Linked DNA regions of Sus scrofa: region 1 is linked to region 2. A link is a contact called in public Hi-C data. All regions are on one chromosome and are shown on one strand. Each heading gives the region's core, a stretch centred on a gene start, on an enhancer-like site or on the middle of the called end of the contact. The rest is flanking DNA. Distances are from core to core; before and after follow the strand shown.

Region 1 (4,236 bases), core at 722-3,221, 51 kb before region 2:
GGGGAGCCGTTTTCCAGTTTTACTGGTGGGGATGATTAACAGGGGCTGACCTGGAGCCCAGCACCCGCCTCACCCTCTAGTCCTCGGCGGCCTCTGCTGCCAGTTCATGTGTCTTCTGCAGCCCTTCTGCTGGTGACCCTGGCCTCCGGGCACCCTGGCATCGTAACCCAGCCCGCTCTGCCCGGACCTGAAAGGCCAGGTGCTGCTGCCTCCCACGGGCCCTCCAGACGCTCCCGGCTCTGCTTGCCCTCCCTCGCCCAGCGCAGGAATCCCAGTGTGTCCTTGACCTGGGTGGGCCTGGCTCCCGCCCTTGCCAGCCGCGTCTGGGAGAAGAGTTCCCTAGGATGCCAGCTCTGTGGAATTAAAGGGACAACAGGTGTCCTCACTGTGCCCCCAGAACCCTCCCCCGCCCCCGCAAGAGACCAAGTCGGGGTTTCTGCTGTATTCCGCCCCTTGGGGTCTGATGGGAGGCGGGGGTGATGGGAGGAGAGAGAAAGACAAAACCCAGCCCCCTCATCCCTCCCTCGCCAGATGACATTGCATGGTGACAATCCTGGGGCCAGGGTGGCCGTGCCGGCCTCATGTGTCCACCCAGCCGCGGTGCTGGGTGGGTTGGGCAGGAGACCGGGCCTCCCCAAGTCCCCCGTCCCCCCGTGTAGTAACAGTGACAGCATGACAAATGCCCACCGCACCGCGACAGGGACTGTCCTGATCAGACCCCAGTCAGGCTCTTCCGAGCACTTGTTCAAGGAAGCCTCATCCTAGTGGAAAGGGCCCAGTTTTAGCAAGAACGCTGCTCAGTCGGTTTAGCCAGAATCCTCCACCTTCCACGTCTGACCCCCCAAGGTCCTCCTCACTGCCCCCATGACCGTGACCTTGACGTCTGACCCTGGCCTGGCTCTGTGCAGCCAGAGTCCCCCTCCCCTTCCTGCTCCCATGTTCCCTCCTTTTAATTCTCCATTCAAGGCCCCCACCTGCTTGCTGGCCATCAATCCCGATTTGGAGCCGAGCCCCCTCTCCCCTGCTGCCAGGCCCTCCGTGGGGGCCCCACACCTGTGGCCACGGCCTCTGAGTCACGGCAGCCTCGCCATCTGTAACCCGTGTGAGGAATGGCCTTTGTCTAAGAACCGTGGTTCACTCAGGGGCGAAGGAGGGCGTCTGGAGCCCCTGGCACTGTGCCTGCCGCGGACATAGGTGGCATCTCTCCGTGTTTCTGGGGAGTCTGACTTTTGAGGAGACTACAGCGTTCTGGACATCGGGTACAGTTCTGCAAGGACAGGGGGACCGCCTGGCCTGAGAGTCTGCGTTTGTTTGGGTCGAGGGGGGCTCAACATGCGGCGGCAGGAGGGCAGCAGAGCCGAGGCGGGGGCCGGGAAGCTGGAGGACCAGGGGCGTAGGCGTGGGGGGGGGGGCACCAGAGCTGGGGGCTGAGGGACTGGGCGTTCCTGGGGGCAGAGAGGGAGAGGAGGGTTTCCAGAGATGTGCTCAGCTCAGGACCTCCAGGCTGGCACCCCAGGACCCCCGGTGACGCCCGGTGGCATCTTGGGTTGTCAGGACTGGGGTTGGCAGTGCCATGGCATCTGATGCTGCCCAACACCCTGTGAGCCCGTGTCTTGGGAGAGGCGGGCAAGGTCACCCGTATTTTCCTTCCTACTTTTCCTTCTCCTTCTTTGCCCACAGCATTATAGGGACTCCCCCTCCCACACGGGTCCAGCAAGACCCCTCTGACTCCCCTGCTGAGCCAAGCGCTGGCAGCCACAGCCGCTCCTGCTTTCCGCGGTGGCAGCCTGTTCGCCCGCGCTTCCCACCGCCGTTCCGGGGAGCAGCGCAATCCCCCAGCCTCTTGCATCAGCCGCCAGCTCTGCGGGAGTGGGAGGGGCGAGAGGCCGCCCAGCCTGGCTCCGGGCTCTCTGGTGTGAGACTGCAAGTCCCCGGGGGTTTCTTTCTCACCAGAACTTGCTCCATCTTCTAAGTGGAGACCGGGCTGGGGCGGGGGGCGGGGGGCAGACGCTCCCTGGAGCTGCTCCGACATGTGCCTGCCTCACCAGGGTCTGAGTCAATGCCCTGCAAGGAAGGGCGGAGGAGGGCAGCAGGCAGGGCTGGGAGCCCAGTGGGGTCTCTGCGTGTTGATATGATGCAACCAAGTTCTGGGGGGGCCACGGAGCCAGGGTGCGGATAGGTGAACCCAGACAGGCGGGCCCCATGGTGGGGGGGGCAACAAGGCTTCACCTGGGCCAGCTCTACTCAACCACCCTGTCTCAGACCCTGAGTGGCATCTGGGGGACACCTGGCAGTGCCTGGAGACATTTTTGGTTGTTACAGCGTGGGAGGAGGGGTGCCACTGGCAACGAATGGGTCCAGGTCAAGGACATTGCTCAACATCCTGCAATACTTAAGACAGCGCCCCCACACACACACAACCACCGAGACTGATTTGCCCCAAACGGCCATGGCCCAAGACTGAGAAAACCCAGTTCTGAGAGAAAGAGAGCTGTAATCCATTGCTTATGTCTGCCACGGGCTGGGAAAACAAACGTGGTGGTGCCTGTGCTGTTTAGTCTCCATCTCAAGCTCACCTGGCCAGTGGTCCTGGATGAAAGCCATCAATCCATCACCTCTCCCGTTCCCTCTGGGGCCTTTATGCCCACCACCCTTCCGTGCTGCCAGCTGCAAGCGGGCCCCAGGTGAGGACAGGGGTTTGGGCTGGGCACGTGTCACCCAGTTCCAGGGGTTCTGTGACATGCTGGCCTTGTCCATGTTGCTGCTTTCGTGGGGACGGTGTTCCTACGGCCGCGAGCTGCAGTCTCATGTGTCTCCAGGCCCAGGCCCGGAAGGGTCATGAGCTGTGTTGGCCGAGGGAGATGCCAGACACCTGTGGGCACACTGACATCCTTAGACCCTTGCTTTGTTTGGGGTTTTTTTTTTAAGGTAAAATTAGAAACTGGGTTATTTTTTAATGTGAATTTTCCCAATTACTATTACTACTTTCTATGGCTGCGCCCATGGCATATCAAAGTTCCCAGGACAGGGATGGAACCTGAGCTGAGGCTCTGACTTATGCCACAGCTGCAGTCCTTTAACCCACAGAGCTGCATGGAGGATTGAACCCACACCTCCACACACACCCCAGCTGCTACAGTCAGATTCTTTTTTCTTTCTTTTCTTGTTTTCTTTTTGTCTTTTTAAGGCCACACCCACAGCATATGCATGTTCCCAGGCTAGGGGTCGAATCGGAGCTACAGCTGCTGGCCTACACCAAAGCCAGAGCAACGCCAGATCCGAGCTGTGTCTGCAACCTAAACCACAGCTCATGGGAATGCCAGATCCTTAAACCACGGAGCAAGGCCAGGGATCAAACCCGTAACCTCATGGATGCTAGTCAGGTTCATTAACCACTGAGCCACGATGGGAACTCCTGCAGTCAAATTCTTAATCCACTGTGGGAACTCCAGTTCCCCGACTTCTGAGTATTAATGCTTATGGCTTGAAACACTATGTGGGGTGAGGTCTGTGTGTCCCCAGCATCCTAGCAGCCCAGTGCTTGGCAGGCAGATCCAAGTGTCCTAAGTGACAGTGACTATTCACCTGCTGTCCCTGCGGTTCAGGGGCAACAGCCAAAGCACCATCCCTGGTGGCAGCTCTGACTCCTGCGCCACCTCAGGGTGACTGTCCCTGGCGAAGAGCCACGGTGGGGACGGGTCGGGGGAGCCTGGGTCACAGTAGTGTGTAGAGAGCAGACGAAGCCATTACTAAGCTGCTAAGTGAGGGACTCGGGCATAAAGGAAAAGCACAGAAGCCAGAAGAGGGATGAAACCTCAACACGAACCAGAGCCCCAGCTCCTCCAGGGCGCACACAGCCAGCCCAGTACTGCCCTGCATCGTCCTGAGGACCCAAGGCCCCCCCGGGGCATGGCGGGTGGGGGGGACCACAGGCTGAGGCCCCAGAGCAGCGGGAAGTGGAAGGTCAGTGACTGGGTTTCCTGAGAGACCACCCTGTCACCCCACCACCCACCAATCAGAAGTCAGTCCGTGAGATGCCCTGACAGCAACTGTACAAATGTCTTCTTAGATCAGTCACCCAAAGCAGTAGAAGTAAAAATAAGTCCCTGGGACCTCATCAAACCTGCAAACTTTTGCACAGCAAAGAAAACCATTTAAAAAAGACAAAACAAAAAAAATGGAGTTCCCATTGTGGTGCAGCAAACAAATCCGACTAGGAACCATGAGGTTGCAGGT
Region 2 (4,470 bases), core at 316-2,815:
TTACACTGTCCCGTGTCTCGATCCGGAAACCACACACCAGCCCTGCCAGCACCACCAAGCTTGGGGCAGAGCCTCAAAGCGGGTGGCAGCTCTGAAAGCAGGACACTTCCACCTTGCAAGCAAGTTGGCGGAGGGGTAGGGGCAAAACTGCCAGAGGCCCCCAAACAAAGAAAAGATAAGGAAATCACATGTCTTTTAGTACAAAAGATTTTCTTCCCTGAAATCCCATGAGAAGACAGCCCACCAGCATTCTGGGACCTTACCCACCAACGTTAGGGCTACACCTGATGGCTGCTTTCGGCCCAACCTGGGACCCCAAACCTAGCCCCCCACCACCCACATGTAAGCTGCAGCCAAGCACCCCTCCTCCACCAGTCACTAGGCAACCTTCAGGAGACTCCACGGTGCTGCCTAAACGTGCAGCTCATTCACTGCCCACACAGAATTTTATTACTATTGGTTTTTGTATGAGTCAGCCTTTCTTGATAAGCTGGTTTGAATGCTTTTTTAAAAAAAACTACGACCGCTCTAGACAAACAGTAAGCATTTGGGAACTCAGACAGGAAATTCGCTTTTCAGACGCTCCACGTGGGTGCCTTGCAATCAGACAGGGTATTACTCCGCTCCAAGGCCTCTGACGGACTAAGCCGAGTTACGGCCAGAGGCGCGAGGCGGGGACCTACTGGCTCTCTCTGCGGAATTCCAGGCGAGGTGGAGACGAATGAATGAAACGCACGTGGGTTCTGGGCCCAGGGCCCTTAGGTCTAAAACTGCGGGGTCGGCCTGGAACAGGGGATGGGGGGGATGGCCGGAGGCGGCCTGGGGATGGTCCAGGAGTGCGGGGACAGCGGGGACGCGGGCGCGCGGCGATCTCGGCTCCCCCTCCCCGCGTCCCCAGGTTCCCCCCGCCGGTACTCACGCACGCATAGGCAGGCCACGAGCTTGGCGGCCTCCTCCGGCACCGGGCAGGTGGGGAAGAGCGGCTTGAGCAGGTAGGTGGCGAAGACGAGCGCCACGATGTACTGCGAGGAGGGCCGGATGATGAGCAGCTCGATCCAGAGCTTGAGAAAGGCGGGCAGCGAGCCGTACACTTCGAGCATGTAGGCGTAGTCGCCGCCAGACTTGGTGATGGTGGTGCCCAGCTCGGCGTAGCAGAGCGCGCCCACGATGGAGAAGACGCCGCAAACGGCCCACACCACCAGCGCCAGCCCGGGCGAGCCCGCCTCCTTGAGCACGCCGGTGGGCGTCACGAAGATGCCCGAGCCGATGATGGTGCCCACGATGATAGCCACGCCGTTGAGCAGGGTGATGTTGCGCTGCAGGGTCACGCCCTCACCCTCCGCCGGCCGCGCGGCCAGCATCCGCTCCCGCGCCTGGCGCTCCTCCTCTGTGGCCGCCGCGGGAGCCGCCGGCGGGCGCCGCTTCAGGCCGGGGCCCGCCATGCTGCCGCGCGAGCCAGGCAGGGCGAGGGCGGGGCCGGGGCTGGGGCTGGGGCCGGACACCGGGAGCGCGCCGCCCACTGGAGACAGCCGGTTCCCACGGCGCTGCCGCCAAGCCGCTGCGTCAGCCCGTGCTGCGCCGCCGCCCTTTATACGCCGCCGCCGGCCCCGCCCCGCCCGCCAGGCCCCGCCCCAAGCCCCGCCTGCGCGGCGCGCCCCGCCCCTCGCCTCCAGCCGCCCTGCCCGCGGTCGGTCGGCCGGCTCGGTGGTTCAGTCCCGCAGGTGGAGCGTGCAGACTCTGTCCGGCCGCGGCTGGCTCGCGATCTGGGCCCCAAGTGCTCCCCGGAGGCCTCGGCCGGTTCCCCGTGTGGAGCGCGCCGACCGCGTGCAGCCAAGCGTGGCGGGCCGTCCCGGTCCCGCGCGGTCCCGGGAGACCCAGGCCGGTGCCCCACACGTGGAGAGCCCCGGCCGCGTCCCCGAACCTGGCGGACGCGGATGGTCCTGGCCCCGCGGTGTACCGGAGGACCCCAGCCCGGCTCCTCGCAAGTGGAGCGTGCTGACCGCGTCCCACCGAGCCTGGCGGACGGGTACCCGCAGCGCTTCGTGCACGTGGAGGGCCAGGCACCTTGCCCTCCTCACCGGCTCCCTCAGTGGCCCAGAGCAAGCACCCAGGGACCTCGATGCTGCAGTGTGGGCCTGGGCGATAAGGCAGGGCCAACCTGAGGCCACAGCACAGGATGGGTGGGATTTGGGGAGGCTCTGGGGCTCAGAGAAGACCTGCCTGCCCCCTGGAGTGTGCCCAGGCCCGGTGTGGCTCTGGCTTCCTGTTCCTGAGGTGATAGGATCTGCTCATCCTAGGGGCTTGGGCGCTATGAAAATGATCAGAACTGAGCGGGAGCCCCTGGAGGAAGCTCCAGGTTGGGCCTGGGGTCCTGAACTCAGAGAAGGGGGAAGCGCTGGAGGCCTCATGGGAGCTCATTCCTGGGCTCCGAAATTCCCATGTTTATCCCAAGGGAAACCTCCTTGCCAAAGAGCAGCATCCAGGGCGCGGCTTGGAGAAACAGCGACAGAGGTGCTGGAAAACCAGGAATCTGCAGAAGCTTAGCTAAATTGATAAAGCAGGGATTCCCTGGAGGAGCACGGTGAGAACCCCTCCCCCACATCTAGCTGGAATATCCAAAGGTAGGCTGCAAGATGAAGGGGCTCTAGCCTTATTCTTTCTTTCTTTTTTTTTTTTTTTTTTTTTGGTCTTTTCTGTCTTTTTAGGGCCCCACCCACAGCATATGGAGGTTCCCAGGCTAGGCGTCTAATTGGAGCTATAGCTGCCATCCTATACCACAGGCACAGCAACGCCAGATCCGAGCCACGTCTGCGACCTACTCCACAACTCATGGCAACGCCAGATCCTTAACCCACTGAGCGAGGCTACAGATCAAACCTGCAACCCCATGGTTCCTAGTCGGATTCGTTTCCGCTGCGCCACGACGGGAACTCCTTGAGCCGTATTCTTAAAGAACTCCAGATTTCTGGATAGGAAGTGTGGCCAGGTACTAGTGGTCAGAATCAGAAGAGGACGTGCAGGAAACCCAATCATTTCCGGCTTAGAAGCAGGAAAGGATGAGAAATACTTGCTGATTGGCATTCCCGTCGTGGTTCAGTGGTTAACAAACCAGACTAGCATCCATAAGGATGCGGGTTAGATCCCTGGCCTCGCTCAGTGGGTTAAGGAGCTGGCGTTGCCATGAGCTGTGGTGTAGGTCGCAGACACGACTTGGATCCCGAGTTACTGTGGCTGTGATGTAGGCTGGCAACTACAGCTTTGATTGGACCCCTAGCCTGGGAACCTCCACAGGTGTGGCCCTAAAAAGACCAAAAAAAAAAGAAGAAGAAGAAAGAAAGAAATACTTGTGGATTAAGCTGACATGCACACAGGGAAAGAATTTAGAGTCCCATCTCAGGGGAGTTTAGCCAGGGTGAGCCATTAGTGTTGCTAGTTTGTTTTGGCTGTGCCCGTGGCATGAAGAAGTTCCTAGGCCAGGGATCGAACCCCCACCACAGCAGTAACCAGAGCCACAGCGGTGACAACGCTGGGTCCTTAACCCCCTGAGCCCCCGGGGGCTCCCAGGGCATGTCATTTGGACTTTCCACATCCCACCAGTCAAACCCGGCCCCCCCAACATGCCAGCCCTTCATCTGTGACGGTCCAGTCCAATGACCTGTCCATCACACAAATACTAACTTGCAAGATGTCTAAGTTGGTGGCTCCGGGGGGGAATCAAAAGTCATCTCTCTGCTCTTGTTCTCCCGCTATCTTTTCAGAGGATGCCGCTTGGCGGGAGGCCAGAAGACCAAGGGCTGAGCGGACTTCCTGAGCCTTTATCAGGCGCTGTGCTGAGCCCCGGGTGTGCACATTCTTATTTAATGGAGGAAGTGCCACTTTCTTTGTCGACGAGGATGTGGAGGCTTGGCAGAGCAAGGGACCTTGTTTGACCAGGAGGTGGGCTGCAGCCCCATCCTTCAGGGCCTGAACTCAGCTGGTGTACTTCCCGTCCTGCGGCACCCACCCCTTGCTGTTTCTTTACCTCTAGGCCGTTCAACAGCTAAGACTTGACCGTCTCAGCATGCACTTCAGTTTCACGTGGAAGGCGGTTAGTTGGCCATGCTCTCGGGGAGGGTCCCAAACTCCTCCACCTGGTGTTCCTGCCGCTGACACCTGCAGGTCGTCCCCTGTGCAGGCCCCTGCACTGGCTCCAGGCCCATGACAGCAAGTGCCTCCTCTAGACGCCAGAGATGCAGTCAAGAATTGCATATGAGAGCGTGAAATTAACAACCCTGATAGGCCAGAGAAGCAGGGCAAGGAAGCGGGCCAGTCCCATCCAGCTTCCCTGGAGTACCACTAACAAGGGCGGCGGAGGACGGAACGGGATGTGCCTCCTGTGGGGGCTCCTGGGAAGCCGTGCCAGACGGAATATCGGGAGGGTGAGGACACCCCAGGGGCATTTCTACCGTCCCACGGCAGTTACGCCATCAC

What was found. A called contact is a pair of places that touch in the nucleus more often than the background predicts.
Region 1: a contact with region 2 is called in a Hi-C map of retroperitoneal adipose tissue, with 4 times the contacts expected there. The contact joins the enhancer-like site here to the promoter of SLC7A5 in region 2. A contact is called at or near these places in 2 of 5 promoter capture datasets (fetal liver and liver), 17 of 47 Hi-C or Micro-C datasets (alveolar macrophages, blood, embryonic fibroblasts and 9 more) and 2 of 2 datasets of contacts at active chromatin or transcription factors (alveolar macrophages and skeletal muscle).

What each region holds. Positions count from the first base shown.
Region 1 is chr6:1,594,711-1,598,946 of Sscrofa11.1, reverse strand. No RefSeq gene overlaps it. Among named protein-coding and RNA genes, the nearest start is that of KLHDC4, 30 kb to the left of the region's middle. Within about 2 kb of position 1,971, at least 29 of the 83 cell types and tissues checked have an H3K27ac peak or open chromatin away from gene starts, as enhancers often do. A contact at or near this core is called in alveolar macrophages, embryonic fibroblasts, fetal liver and 1 more, where this site is marked.
Region 2 is chr6:1,543,035-1,547,504 of Sscrofa11.1, reverse strand. SLC7A5 (a long non-coding RNA gene) reads right to left here and starts at 1,565. Exons shown (of 10, transcript XR_002344446.1): 1 at 920-1,565.